Regions from separate parts of the Sus scrofa genome. Here region 1 is linked to region 2. A link is a contact called in public Hi-C data. All regions are on one chromosome and are shown on one strand. Each heading gives the region's core, a stretch centred on a gene start, on an enhancer-like site or on the middle of the called end of the contact. The rest is flanking DNA. Distances are from core to core; before and after follow the strand shown.

Region 1 (7,189 bases), core at 581-3,080, 210 kb before region 2:
TGGCTTCCAGGGGCCGGGTGAGGGGAAATGAGTGACTGATGGGGTTTTTTGGGGGTGGGGTGACAAAAATGTTGTGAAATCAGGCAGTGGTGATGGTTGCACAACTCTGCGGACACACTAAATCCACATACTGAACTGTACGCAGTATATGTTTTATGGTATGAAAATTGTATCTCAAAAAAGCTGTTAAAGAGTGAGAGATCCCCCTAGCTTTGATACTCAGTGATCATCAGGAAAAGAGTAAATGATTTGTTATCTCTTGTAAAGGGGAGGTGGATAAGAATGTATATTAATGGAGTTCCCGTCATGGTGCAGTGGTTAACGAATCTGACTAGGAACCATGAAGTTGCAGGTTCTATCCCTGGTCTTACTCAGTGGGTTAAGGACCCGGCATTGTCCTGAGCTATGGTGTAGGCCACAGAGGTGGCTCGGATCCTGCGTTGCTGTGACTGTGGTGTAAGCTGGTGGCTACAGCTCCCATTGGACCCCTAGCCTGGGAACCTCCATATGCCACGGGTGCGGCCCTGAGATAGCAAAAAAAAAAAAAAAAAAAAAAAAAAAGAGGGAGAGAGACCAAGATTTTTTTCACTTGAGTATTGTTTGAGTTTTGAGCCATGTGAAACAACTTTTTCTCAAAGTAGTCAGTTGTCAGATGCAGCGAGCTCATAAGGCAAGGCTGAAGAATGTTGGTTAACTGATGACTTTGGAGTTCCCTGGTGTCTCAGCGGGTTAAGGATCCAATGTTGTCACTGATGTAGCTTGGGTTTGATCCCTGGCCTGGGAACTTCCGCATGCCTCAGGCGTGGCTAAAAGAAAAAAAAAAAAAGGTGATTGATGGCTTTTCCAGGACGGAGTCACGGTGGAAGTAAAGCAGCTCATGGCGCATTCAAAAGTGAGTGAGAAACGGAGTTGTTGCCAGAGAATGCCTGTAACTTGTCTACCCATCCCAGCTAAAACATGCAGAGGAAGCACTTGAACGATTCACAGTTTGTCAACCTCTTCTGATACTTTCTGCTTTATTCCCGGATCAGACGGGACGGTCACACAGCCAGCCATCGGGTCCCCTGCGGCCTGGGGCGCCGCATCGGCTCGGGCCCCGCCCTGCCCTCTCCGGGCACAGCTGACCCTGCGGGCCTGTCTGCTGCCCCGCAGCCTCGGCGCGGGAGTCGCTGCACCCAGCCACCCTGCGGAGGGGTCGCGCCCGAGGCCGAGGCCCCGGGCCGCCGGAAGCTGAGCGGAGAGGACCAGCCACCGGAGGACCGGGATCTCTGGTGGGATGTGGCCGACCACCGGCTACCTGGGATGACAGATTCCCAGCGTTGGGTTCCCGGGACCCATCGGGGAAACGGAGGACGTAACCCCAGGGGTGGTAGGTAGGGGCTGACAAGGGAAGAGGCGCCTAAAGGAGGAGGACGTCCCGATGCGGCCGCCAGGGTGGCATCCGGCCACCTCATCCCCCCAAGCTCCCGGGACCAGCCGCGGCAGCTGGGCGCAGATGCCCCTGCCCGTGGGGAGCGCGCGCGCGGGGGGCGGTGCCTCCCAGTCTCGCGGCGCCCGGGGCTGCCAGCGCGCATGCGTGCGAGGCCGGCGCCAGGCCGCAGCGCCCCTGTGGAGCGCCGAGTGCCTGCTGGGCGGCTCCCGCCAGCGGACTGGCCGGCGGTGCGCGCGCTGGTGGAGGCGGGGCTTCCTCGGCAGGGGGGCCCGGATTGGGCTCAGCCAGTGGAAGGGGTGGGTGCCTCCGCCGAGGCCATCCAGGGATTGGCCAGAGCCTGCGGAGGCGTGGTCTCGGGGGGCGGGGCGGGGACCGGCCCGGCAGAATGCGCGCCGCTGAGGTGGTGGTGGAGGCGGCGGTCTAGGGAGCGGGAGGGTCTTCGGGTCCCCCACCCCGACCGGGGGCCGGGAGGCCGGGGACCCCAGGAGGCGGGGGCCCGCGACCTCCAGGGCTCGGGCGGCGTCGGGGTGAGGCGCCGGGCGCCGAGCGCGGCCCGAGAAGAGCGGGCGCCCCGCCCCTCGCTTTCTTCCTGGACCGCGCCTCGCGGCACCTCCCCCACCGCCGACCCCGCGCCCCGCGCGGACCTGAGCCCGGGGCCCGCGCGCGCGGTGGGGGACGCGGGCTGCGCGCATCGCTCGCTCGGGCCGGCCGGGTGCGGGGCCCCTGAGCCCGGCGGCGGGCCCCTCTTCCCCAGCGTTTCCGCGCAGACGCCATGGCCGAGCCCCTGAAGGAGGAAGACGGCGAGGACGGCTCCGGGGAGCCCCCCGGGCCGGTGAAGGCGGAACCCGCCGGCCCCGCCGCCTCCGTGGCGGCCAAGAACCTGGCTCTGCTGAAGGCCCGCTCCTTCGACGTGACCTTCGACGTGGGGGACGAGTACGAGATCATCGAGACCATCGGCAACGGGGCCTACGGGGTGGTGTCTTCCGCGCGCCGCCGCCTCACGGGTGAGCGCCGGCGGGCGGGCCGGGGTGTGCACACTGGGGGCCAGGCGCCCGGTGCCCGCTTGTGCAGGGCCCAGGTCTCTGCAGCCCCGGCGCGGTGGGTGCCAGCGCATCGGTTCGCGTCCTCCTCAGAAAGTCGAGCGTCCGGGTGAGACCAGGGTGCAGATTTCCCGGAACGTGTTCCGGAGCCGAGGCTGGCGCAGGCGGTTGGCGGTGCCATAGCTGGGGGCAGAGATGGGCCGAGCAGGGCGCTAGCACGGCGTTGGAGTCTAGACTCTACCCCTCGCCGGCTGGCAGCGCCGCCCGCAGGGAGCCCCGGCTCCACGTGTCTTCGTGGGCTCTGAGCACCTGCCGGGGAGAGGAGGAGGGGCAGCTGGTGGTGCAGGTGCTGTGCTGAGCCCAGGACCGGGCACACAGTAGGCGCTCGGTGCAGGGAAGCTGTTGTCCCTGCGTCTTAGAAGGGAGGGGGTGAAAGGGGCCGCGCGCCACTCCGAGCTCCGCCAAGGTCCCTCAGGGCATCCGCTTTCCCTGCGCCCCAGGCCAGCAGGTGGCCATCAAGAAGATCCCTAACGCTTTTGACGTGGTGACCAACGCCAAGCGGACCCTCCGGGAGCTGAAGATCCTCAAGCACTTCAAGCACGACAACATCATCGCCATCAAGGACATCCTGAGGCCCACCGTGCCCTACGGCGAGTTCAAGTCTGTGTAAGGAGGGGCGGCGGGAGGCAGAGCGGGCACCTTTTCGGAAGGCTGGGGCCATAGCGCTCAAGTTCTGGACCTTGTGCAAGGCAGGCTGGGCAACCTCCCACCATCCCAAGACCAGGGCTCCCTTGGGGTTTTGCCGGGGCCACCCGAGATTCCTCCGGAAGAGCGTGAGGTAGCTGCGTAGGATGGCAACGCGCGGGCTGGCAGAGGGAAGCCCCGCATTCCGTGTCTACCATGGCTGCTCCCCTAGCAGACATCACTAATCAATCACAGACTACGGAAGCCCCTCCCGTCTCCATCACCGTCTTCCATGAGCCACTACCAGACCTCCCCCGACAAAACCTATTGGCCAGGCGGGTTTAGCCCAAGCCCACCTTTTCTCTGGTGGCGACACTAGTAGTTTCCCTTAAGTTCATGGAAAGTTGTAGGACATCTAGAATCTTCACACCACCTGGGTGGCGCCTACAGCATCTGAGAGTTAGGCCCCGACCCGTCTGGAGCTGGGAGAGCTGGGTGAGGATGGGGCTGGAGCGTCACCAGGACCCCCCGCCCCCCGCCTCTCCCCTGCCCTCAGCTACGTGGTCCTGGACCTGATGGAGAGCGACCTGCACCAGATCATCCACTCCTCGCAGCCGCTGACGCTGGAGCACGTGCGCTACTTCCTGTACCAGCTGCTGCGGGGCCTCAAGTACATGCACTCGGCTCAGGTCATCCACCGCGACCTCAAGCCGTCCAACCTGCTGGTGAATGAGAACTGCGAGCTGAAGATCGGGGACTTTGGCATGGCCCGCGGCCTGTGCACCTCGCCCGCGGAGCACCAGTACTTCATGACCGAGTACGTGGCCACGCGCTGGTACCGCGCCCCCGAGCTCATGCTCTCGCTGCACGAGTACACGCAGGCCATCGACCTGTGGTCCGTGGGCTGCATCTTTGGGGAGATGCTGGCCCGGCGCCAGCTCTTCCCGGGCAAAAACTACGTGCACCAGCTGCAGCTGATCATGATGGTGCTGGGCACCCCGTCGCCGGCCGTGATTCAGGCCGTGGGGGCGGAGCGGGTGCGGGCCTACATCCAGAGCCTGCCGCCTCGCCAGCCCGTGCCCTGGGAGACCGTGTACCCGGGGGCCGACCGCCAGGCCCTCTCCCTTCTGGGCCACATGCTGCGTTTTGAGCCCAGTGCCCGCATCTCAGCCGCTGCCGCCCTCCGTCACCCCTTCCTGGCCAAGTACCACGACCCGGATGACGAGCCCGACTGTGCCCCGCCCTTTGACTTTGCCTTTGACCGTGAAGCCCTCACCCGGGAGCGCATCAAGGAGGCCATTGTGGCCGAGATCGAGGACTTCCACGCGCGGCGAGAGGGCATCCGCCAGCAGATCCGCTTCCAGCCTTCCCTGCAGCCTGTGGCCAGTGAGCCCGGCTGCCCCGACGTTGAGATGCCCAGTCCCTGGGCTCCCAGCGGGGACTGTGCCATGGAGTCCCCTCCGCCGGCCCCACTGCCGTGCACCGGCCCTGCGCCCGACACCATCGATCTGACCCTGCAGCCACCCCCGCCGGCCAGTGAGCCAGCCCCTCCAAAGAGGGAGGGTGCCATCTCGGACAACACCAAGGCCGCCCTCAAGGCCGCCCTGCTCAAGTCCTTGCAGAGCCGGCTCCGAGGTGCGTGGCAGAGGCGGTGGCTGGCTGGGGAGTGGGGCCGAGGGGACCCCCCCCAGCCTGGACGGGCTCTTAGTGTCACCCTGCCCGTCTTCCCCACAGATGGCCCCAGCGCCCCCCTGGAAGCTCCTGAGCCTCGCAAGCCGGTGACAGCCCAGGAGCGCCAGCGCGAGCGGGAGGAGAAGCGGCGGCGGCGGCAGGAGCGAGCCAAGGAGCGGGAAAAGCGGCGGCAGGAGCGGGAGCGCAAGGAGCGGGGAGCCGGGGCCTCGGGGGGCCCCTCCGCCGACCCCTTGGCCGGGCTGGTGCTCAGCGACAATGATCGCAGCCTGCTGGAGCGCTGGACTCGCATGGCCCGGCCCCCGGCCCCCGCTCCAGGGCCGCTGCCAGCCCGGCCTCCCAGCCCACCCTCTGGCCCCGCAGCCCAGCCCGCTGCGCCCCCGCCGCAGCCTGCCTGCCCGGCCCCGGGCCCTGGGCCTGGGCCTGCTCCACTCCAAACCGCTGCCTCCTCCGGCCTCCTGGCCCCGCCGTCGCTGGTGCCTCCCCCTGGGCTGCCCGGCCCCAGCGGCCTGAGCGTTCTGCCTTATTTCCCCTCTGGCCCACCCCCTCCAGACCCCGGGGGCGTCCCTCAACCCTCCACCTCAGAGTCCCCCGACGTCACCCTCGTGACCCAGCAACTGTCCAAGTCACAGGTGAGGGGAGAGGCCTGGCTGTGGGCGCACGCGGATCTGAGCCTAGGGGGAGGGTTTGGGAGGCCCTTGTTCTGTGCGAACCGAGCGGCAGGCGGGGCACCATCCCTCCTGACGGGTCCCCTTGCTCCCAGAAGGAACTCGGGTCTTTGGGGGCACCAGCTGCTCAGCGGGTGTCCAGGCAGTGCTGGGACAGGCGCCCTGCAGACCTGGCAGCTCTGGACGGTGCCTGCGTTGTAAGTTGCCATCGTCCCCTGCAGGTGGAAGACCCCTTGCCCCCCGTGTTCTCGGGCACCCCAAAGGGCAGCGGGGCTGGCTATGGCGTCGGCTTTGACCTGGAGGAATTCCTCAACCAGTCTTTCGACATGGGCGTGGCTGATGGGCCCCAGGACGGGTAAGTGCTGGGCCTCCGCTGGGGCAGGGGGTGCGGCTCCCCGGGCCGGGGGCCCTGCCTGTGGGACAGGCTGACGGCGCCTCTGCCTCCCCACCCTCCGTGTCAGCAGCCAGGCAGACTCGGCCTCGCTCTCGGCCTCCCTGCTTGCCGACTGGCTCGAGGGCCACGGCATGAACCCCGCTGACATCGAGTCCCTACAGCGTGAGATCCAGATGGACTCCCCGATGCTGCTGGCTGACCTGCCCGACCTCCAGGAGCCCTGAGGCCCCTCGTCTGTGCCTTGCTGCCAGGGGCAGACCCAGCTCCAAGACCCCTAGGGACAGTCCCCAGGCCTCCGGGACCCACAGGGACGGTCTCCAGGGCTGGAGCCGAGCCCAGCCAGGAAGCTCAGCTCGGTTCTCCTGCAGGTTCATCTCACACCCACCCTGCAGCCTTAAGCAGCCACCTGAGCCAGCACGAGCCACAGCAGGAGGGGAAGCCTTTATCCCCGTGCGATTCTTCTCAGTATTGTATTTTTATTATTATTATTATTGTTATTATTATTATTACACAGTTTTTGCCATCAGAGTGAAGCCTGTGAAATACAAGGTTCCTTTAGCGTCGTCTGCAGGGCGTGATTTTGGAGCTGGGGGCAGGGTGCTGTCAACGGGGCACCAGACACGCTGCATGCACTACAGCCAAGGCCAGGTCCTGAGGTTTATTGAGACCGCCACTCGCCACCTGCCCTGCCCCACAGAGGCGGCCCTCTGCCCTCACATGCTCACAACCGCCCCCCAGGGCAGGCAGGGGGCCCTCGCTCCATGCCTACCTTGGCTGGGGCTGCTGCGGGCTGGCCTGCGGTAGCTGTAGCGGAACACAGCTTTGGGGCTGTGCTTGGTGCCCGGGGCGGGCAGGCGGGGGCAGCGGGGGTCCCTGGGCTCACTGCTGGGGAGCGAGCTGGCGGGAGGAAGGTGAGGACGGGAGATACTCTGCCAGCCGGCGGGACTGCTGGGGTGTGGCGGCGGCCTGGCGTGTGCTCAGGGAGGGCCTGACTGCGCCGGCCAGACGAGCAGGCCACGCTCCGAGGCCGGCCGAGGTGGGCCACAGGCCCACAGCCTGGGAGAGCAGCGCCCAGCCCTCAGGCTCTGGGACAGAGTCCAGGTCCAGGCCGCTGGCTGTGCCACTTGGAGGAGGCCTGGGGCGCTGCTGGCAGTGTCGCCTCCGGTTGGCGGGAGGGGCGGATGCAGAGGCCAGGCCGAGAGCAGGACGCCGTGGGGGTGACGGGAACGGTTGGGCTGGAGCCACAAGGGCCCCTGGGCGAGGCCGGTGCTGGGAGGGCAGC
Region 2 (6,384 bases), core at 660-3,159:
CTACACCACAGCTCACGGCAACGCCAGATCCTCCATCCAGGATCTAAGGCCAGGGATTGAACCCGCGTTCTCATGGATGCTAGTCAGGCTCATTACTGCTGGGAACTTCCTTGGGTATGATTTTAATATCACTTGACTGGTGTTAGAATGGAAATAGGAAGCAGCGACTATCAATCCAGCAGGAGCACCTTGAACCTCAGTTGAGGGGGATTTTCTCTGTCCACTTAAAAATATGTACAGAAGTACACAGAAGCCACTGCGCCCCACTCCCAGGTGGCAAACAACCGTCTCTCCCATTCCTCTGCCTCCCATCGCCGTAACACCAGGGGCTGCCGCCTGAATTCAGCCCATCTCAAGCAATTTGAAAAGAGCTCTAAGTTCACAGTACTCGCTGCCCGAAGCGAGTTTCCAGAAACCAGCTTTCCTCCAAGGTTACTAGCCTGGGCCCTGGGTGGGCCACACAGAGCATATTTCCATAATCCACGGGCTCAGATCTCAAGAGAAGGCGCGCGGTCGGGGCGGGGGGAGTTCCCTGGTGGTCTACTGGTGAGGGCTTATCACTGTTACCGCTGTGGCCCAGGGTTCAGTCCCTGGTCTGGGAACTGAGATCCCACATCACGCCTTGGCCAAAAATACACACACACACACACACAGTCAAGTCCCAGCAAAACTCGACATAAGCTACAGAAGGCACTGGAAGAGCTTTAAAAAGTTGAGGACTATAAAAAGTTAAAATGAATCGGGGTCGTTAGGCCTTTGAAAATTAAACGAGACGTCTGAACTCTGAGGATGGGCAGCTTCTGAAACCTCAGGGGCGCTGGTGAAATCCCGCGCGCACCCAGGAGTCTGGGGAGCAAACGGTGCGTCACGGTCGGAGCTCGTGCAGACGCAGCCCCCTGCTCCCCACCTTGGCCGGCGAATGAGTCCCTTCCACTCCTGTCTCGCCCTGGCCCAGCACCCTGTCTCCTCTCCTCCTGTCCTGTTGCTGCCGTTCTCGGGGGAGGCCTCACTGCTCATCCTCAGCCCCCCACACTAGACTCCTCGGGGTACCCGGGCCCTTTAGAGGCTCCTAGGAAGTGGCGCAGGAGGTACCTGTTAGGGCCCCGATCCAGGGCAGGGCGGGTGGGTGTGAGCCTGCAGGTGACCGGACACCTCTCTCCTCTCCCCAGGCTGGATACCGCTGAAGGAGCTGCCTGTGCTGCCGACGCCTTGTCTCTTCCATTTTTCTATTAAACAGCTAATGAACCAATAATTTTTAAATCCTACCAAAAATAGTAGAAGATACACAAACGCACCGTGATGGAACCTGAGAGTCACTGCCACTCACTGTCTTTCCAGCCAGAGCCCCACGCCCCCACCCAGGGCTAAGGGTCCTGGGAGGACCCCATCCCGCTGGGTCCCGGGCCCTGGAGCCCTGGGCTGGGGAGCAGCGCCCACTCCCCCCCCCGCGAAGCATCACCCGGAAACCTTCCAGAGCCAGCCCCGCCCTGGTTTCCAGGCCTTCCCAGCCTCCATTCCAGGTTCGAGGCCCTCGAGCTAGGGTCGGGCTGGGGTCCCCGTCGCTCACCATTGAGACTTGAAGACCAGACCCGCGGGCATCTCCCTTTCTCGTCTCTGCTCCGTCCTGTCCTGTGCTTGGGGTGCGACGGTCCCTTGTGGCTGTCCACACTCGGTTTCCGACGTCGCTAGAGCGTCCAGTGCGTCCTAAGGCTTCCTGGAAGACAGCGGCCAACGCGTGCACGCGGCTTTCATCTGCCCTCCTCAAGTGGAGCTGCTGCAGAATTTAAACCCTAACGTGCATTTTAACGCTGTAACAAAAGTGCTTGTAAACTCTGCGAGGACAGCGCGGGCCCCACGGAAGGGGACAGAAGACAGGAAGCGCCGGGGTTCTTTAGCCAAATGGAAAGTCTCACAAAGAGCCTGGGGCGGGTCCTGGCCACAGGCCCCACTTCCTCCACCCCCAACCCCTACACGCACGCATGCACGTGCTTGGCAAAATCCACCACTGAATCGGCAAATGTGACTCACTTTACAGGACGTATAATTCACTCTGGGGGATGAGTGTGTTTTGCGTCTCATTAGGCGTCTGTCTGGAGGATGTTGCCTCACAGGGCGAGGTGTCAAGAATTAGTCACGAGGCTGGTTTAGGAACAAGCTGCTGAGACGGGCTCCACCTGTCAGAAGCACAAGGCATCTCAGACAAAACTCCACCACGGAATGTTCATTTGATACATTCGATTGTACATCACTTTCTAGCTAAACGATACTGACTTGTCTACTAGTAGATTCTGCTTCGAAATAAATACATTTAGTGAAACTGCCATGAATTATGATAAAAATGCTGGTTATTCAGAGCTGCTCTGTGGGAGACACGTCTACGCTTTCTCCAACTCTGAATCCATGTTTTGCCTTTATCCCCCAACGATGGCCCGTGGCCAGCTGTCTTTAGGTCCGGCTTTCTCCTTTTAAGTTCTCACCCAAGAAGATCTTCTCAAGCTTTACCTGGTCACTCGTAGGTCTTTGCTTTTTCAAGTCGTCTCCACAGCGAGTGGGTTTTTCCCCACTGTGTTCTCCTCTCCCACGTGCTGACCACGGGCACATTCCCAGGACGCCAGCCCCACCCCGATCCCCTGCCGCCCGCGTGGCCAGAGCACCCAGCAGGGTGCTTGCAGTCTGGGGGCTTCAGAACCTGAGCCGCGCTGGCGCCTGTGGTTTCCCAGACTTCCTGCAGCCCCAACCCCTGCCTCAGTCCTCGCTCTCAGGACACACGATGGCGCTGCCCCTGGCCCCTTGCTTTAGGGGCGCGAGCTAAGCTATTTGTGTCACAGGCGAGGGTGCCGGCTTTGGGGGCTGGAACCACAGCACGGGGATGCTTTGGCACCGGGGTTCACACACCCTTTCCCCTACTGGCCATTTGGCCAACGTGTTCATTGCCACCGACGCCGCAGGGATAGTGGTGACAGAGGCCACACGGCCCCCGCCCCGGGCGGCGGGGCGCGGCCTGGAGCCTGTCCCCAGGCTCAGAAGCATCCTAGAACATGGGGCAGCGCCACAGTCCATCCTGAAGCCACGTGGCCAAACCATCCGGGTTTCACGGGCCTTGTTTGTATCCCAGCGCTGCCGAAAGAGGCGGTTTCTCAAGGTCTGCGACAAGTGACAACGCGGATGCCAAGGAAGGGCTGGCGGAAGTGGGGCGGGGCTTAGGCGACCGCCCCGCCCCCACCTGCAGGGCGCGCGTGCGCAGGACGCGGATGGGGGTTGCAGCCAACTGCCTAGAAACACGTACTTTTTAATGTTACAGCCACGTTTGCAATTTTGATTCGAAATCTCCCGTCTGAAACCATTTACATTACTGAGTAACAGTAGCGACACCCGAGGGCCATCGCTCAACTGGCTGGTGTCGTCTGAAGAGCAGTCCGAGTCAGAGGACCAGGCGATCTGCCGCGAAGCCGAGTCCCTGTCCCAGAGGCGTCCCTGCAGGGAGGCCTGGTTTTGGGGGTGGCCCCAGGCGCCCCCCGCTCCCGGGTCCCATCGGTGCTCTGATGGGTGGGCGCCTGCCCTCGCCTCCTTCCTGTGTCCAGCTGTCGGGCTAGGGCCTGGCTATCAGGACCCTGATGAGCAGCCCGGCCAGCAGCGTGGCTACCGCCACCCCCAGGGCAGCCCCGCGGCGCAGGGCCAGCTGCGTGGCTGACAGTCTGCTGGAAGGAGCCGGCAGAGCCTGCGCTGCCTCTGGAGTCCCCGAGAGGGCCAGGTGGCACTCGGGCCTGGAGTATGTCGTCAGGGTCACGCCAGGAGGGCTGCCTGTGGCCACTGCAGAGGCAAATGGGGGCAGGCTCAGCCGCAGGGCGGGGGAGGCCCGGCCTGGGCTGCACGGCAGGGTCAGAGGGCGGAGTCACGTGGGAGAGCATCTTAAACTGCAGATCTGACGCCCAGGCCAAGCTGGGATCAGACGCCATGTGGGCCTGAGCCTGGGTGGTGACATCTGACACATGGTCGGGAACTTTCACCGGCGACTTCGGACGGCACGTTTCGTGCTGCCTCACGACGTCCTGGTCATGGCCCAGGCTCCCTGCTGCACCCATCGACGCCCAGCCCAGGCCAAGGTGAGGCGCCTAGGTGACCAGGGCTCTGGGCTGTGGCCATGCCCACCTGGCGCTCAGCATCCCTCGGGGCGGCAGAGCACCTGGGACCTGAGCCAGGCTGTCACCTGATCGCGCAGACGACATATTTAAGAAGTGCCTGTCTGATGAGGTGCAGAGAGACAGACAGAAGGTGCCCCCACCCCAGGCTAGTTAGTGGAGCCAGGCTGACCTGCCTGGACAGCCAGCTGCAGGCTGGGATGCGGCCACCGGTGACCGCACGCTCTAGGCCCTGGCGGCCCAGGCCCTGACCTCGTCCCTCCTCTCCAGCTGCAGGACGAGGAGGGGACCTAAGCGCTTCCCCACCTGAGATGGGACCGAGGCCCACTGCCCCCCAGGCCAGGACATAGGGGACCTGCTTCCCGGGACCTGCTTAGACGGCAGACGTCCACTGGCCCTCCTGGCACTTAGGACGCATGTTCCATCACACTGAGGGGGAAAAGCAACACCCAGGGTCTGTTACCTGAAGACGTGACCACTTTCTCGGGCCCGGGCCTGGGGGCCGTGCTCTCGGTGCTCCTCGGCGGCAGCCCCACGTTTTTCTGAGCCTGGAGAGAGAGGCGCCTGGGTCAGCCTGCCGGCCTCCGTGCTCCTGCCTCACCTTGAACGCCCTGCGGGCTGAGCAGGACCCAGCCACACCTGGCCATGCCTCGGAGGCCCCAGGTCCCCGCAATAGAGCACACATCACAATGTGCACAGGGTTTTCTGGTTTCCTGGCGCATGTAAAAGTTGCATTTGCACTATACTGCAGTTGGTTAAGCGTGCAATAGCGTTATACCTAAAAAAAAATCCTTAATTAAAAAACACTTCACTCTGGAGTTCCCTGGTAGCTCAGCGGGGTAAGGACTCAGTCCCTGGCCTGTAACTTGCATCCACATGCCATGGGTACAACCAAAAGAAAAAGTACTTTGTTGCTAAAAATTACTACCGTCTTCAGAGCCTTCACTGAGTCACCACCTTTTTGCAATAGTAACAGATCACACCTCAATTTAAGGACAGAATAAGAAGAAGAAAGTTTGAAATGTGCTGAGGATTAGCCACATGTGACACAGAGTCACAAAGGGAGCAACTGCCGCTGGGAACACAGCGCCCACGGACCTGCTCAGTGCAGGATCACCTTGAACTTGGAGAAACTGCAGTGTCTGAATTGCAATAAAGTGAGGTCAGCCTGTGTTCACAACTGGGAGGCTTTCCAGCGGTGGTGTTTGCAATCTCTGTTAATCTGCCGTCTCAGACGCCAGGAGAACTTGATCCACAGTCCAAGGCCACCCTCCACACCTGGCCTTCAGCCTCTGCTGTGGCCTAAGTGTGTCAGAAAGGCCAGTGCCAGCCTGCCCTGTTTGAGCTTTTCCAAGAGCATGTGGACAGGCTGCTGCCATTACCTCTCCCCGAGTCCCGGCCACCCTCGGGGCTCCCCCGGGGGCAGCGGGCCGGAGCCCTTTGCTCAGCTCGGCCTTTGGCAGCAGGGCTGCAGGGGGCAGTGTCTGGCGGGGTTTCGCTTTGCAGCTTGAGGGGCCCCCGCTGACACTGCACCACCTGGGGTCTGGAGGCGGCGACGGAGCCGATGCTGCGGCACGGGGGGCCCTCTGACGCCCACCCCAGGGACCCGCCACTCACCTCCTCTGCAGCCTGCTTCCAGTCCATCCGCGCCGTGTAGGTGACAAAGGCGACAGCGGCCAGCAGGGCGCAGGCCAGCATGCCCAGCCAGAGGCCTGCGGGACACAGGTGACCGATGGGCGCCTCCGACGACGGCCTCCCAGGCCTCCCCCGGGCTCCCCCCACACCACGTACCCAGAATGCCCATCCTGACCACAAAGGTCAGCACGATGCCCAGCGGGAGGCCGACGGCGTAGTACATGATGGCGTTGACAATGGCCCCGAAAGCCTGCCTGCCGGTTCCTCGGAGGACCCCGCCGTAGACACACTGCGGAGGCAGGGGAGGGTCAGGGGCGCCGAGGCTGACGCCGGGAGGACCTGCGGGACTACACCTGCGTCTCTGCCCACCCCCGCCGCCGCCCAGGCCCACGGCACGGGCCCAGGATGGGCACCTGCCCGGGTTACCCAGAAGCAGCTGCATTGCCGGCACCATCTCCCCAGGCCACAGCCCCGGGCTCCCCACTGTGGCTGCCTTGCCAGGACTGGGCAAGGGGGTGCCTCTCCCCACCACGCTGGTCCGGGACACAGTGTGGGGGGCTGGATGCCTGTTGCTGTGGCAGCAGGTTACCAGCAGCTTCTAATAAGGATG

Evidence for each region. A called contact is a pair of places that touch in the nucleus more often than the background predicts.
Region 1: a contact with region 2 is called in a Hi-C map of embryonic fibroblasts, with 1.7 times the contacts expected there. The contact joins the promoter of MAPK7 here to the enhancer-like site in region 2. A contact is called at or near these places in 4 of 47 Hi-C or Micro-C datasets (embryonic fibroblasts, epiblast stem cells, heart right ventricle and 1 more).

The regions. Positions count from the first base shown.
Region 1 is chr12:60,143,384-60,150,572 of Sscrofa11.1, reverse strand. It overlaps MAPK7 (mitogen-activated protein kinase 7), which reads left to right and starts at 1,830. Exons shown (of 6, transcript XM_021067952.1): 1 at 1,830-2,436; 2 at 2,973-3,138; 3 at 3,713-4,791; 4 at 4,891-5,477; 5 at 5,735-5,868; 6 at 5,975-6,435. The coding sequence starts at 2,205. The coding sequence ends at 6,131. MFAP4 (microfibril-associated glycoprotein 4) reads right to left here. Exons shown (of 6, transcript XM_021067955.1): 6 at 6,359-7,189.
Region 2 is chr12:59,932,781-59,939,164 of Sscrofa11.1, reverse strand. It overlaps ALDH3A2 (fatty aldehyde dehydrogenase), which reads left to right. Exons shown (of 11, transcript XR_002337385.1): 11 at 1,170-2,327. LOC100525483 (multidrug and toxin extrusion protein 2) reads right to left here. Exons shown (of 17, transcript XM_021067932.1): 14 at 5,931-6,063; 15 at 5,757-5,851; 16 at 4,603-4,687; 17 at 3,270-3,810. The coding sequence ends at 3,387. Among named protein-coding and RNA genes, the nearest start is that of ALDH3A2, 18 kb to the left of the region's middle. Within about 2 kb of position 1,909, at least 26 of the 83 cell types and tissues checked have an H3K27ac peak or open chromatin away from gene starts, as enhancers often do. A contact at or near this core is called in embryonic fibroblasts and subcutaneous adipose tissue, where this site is marked.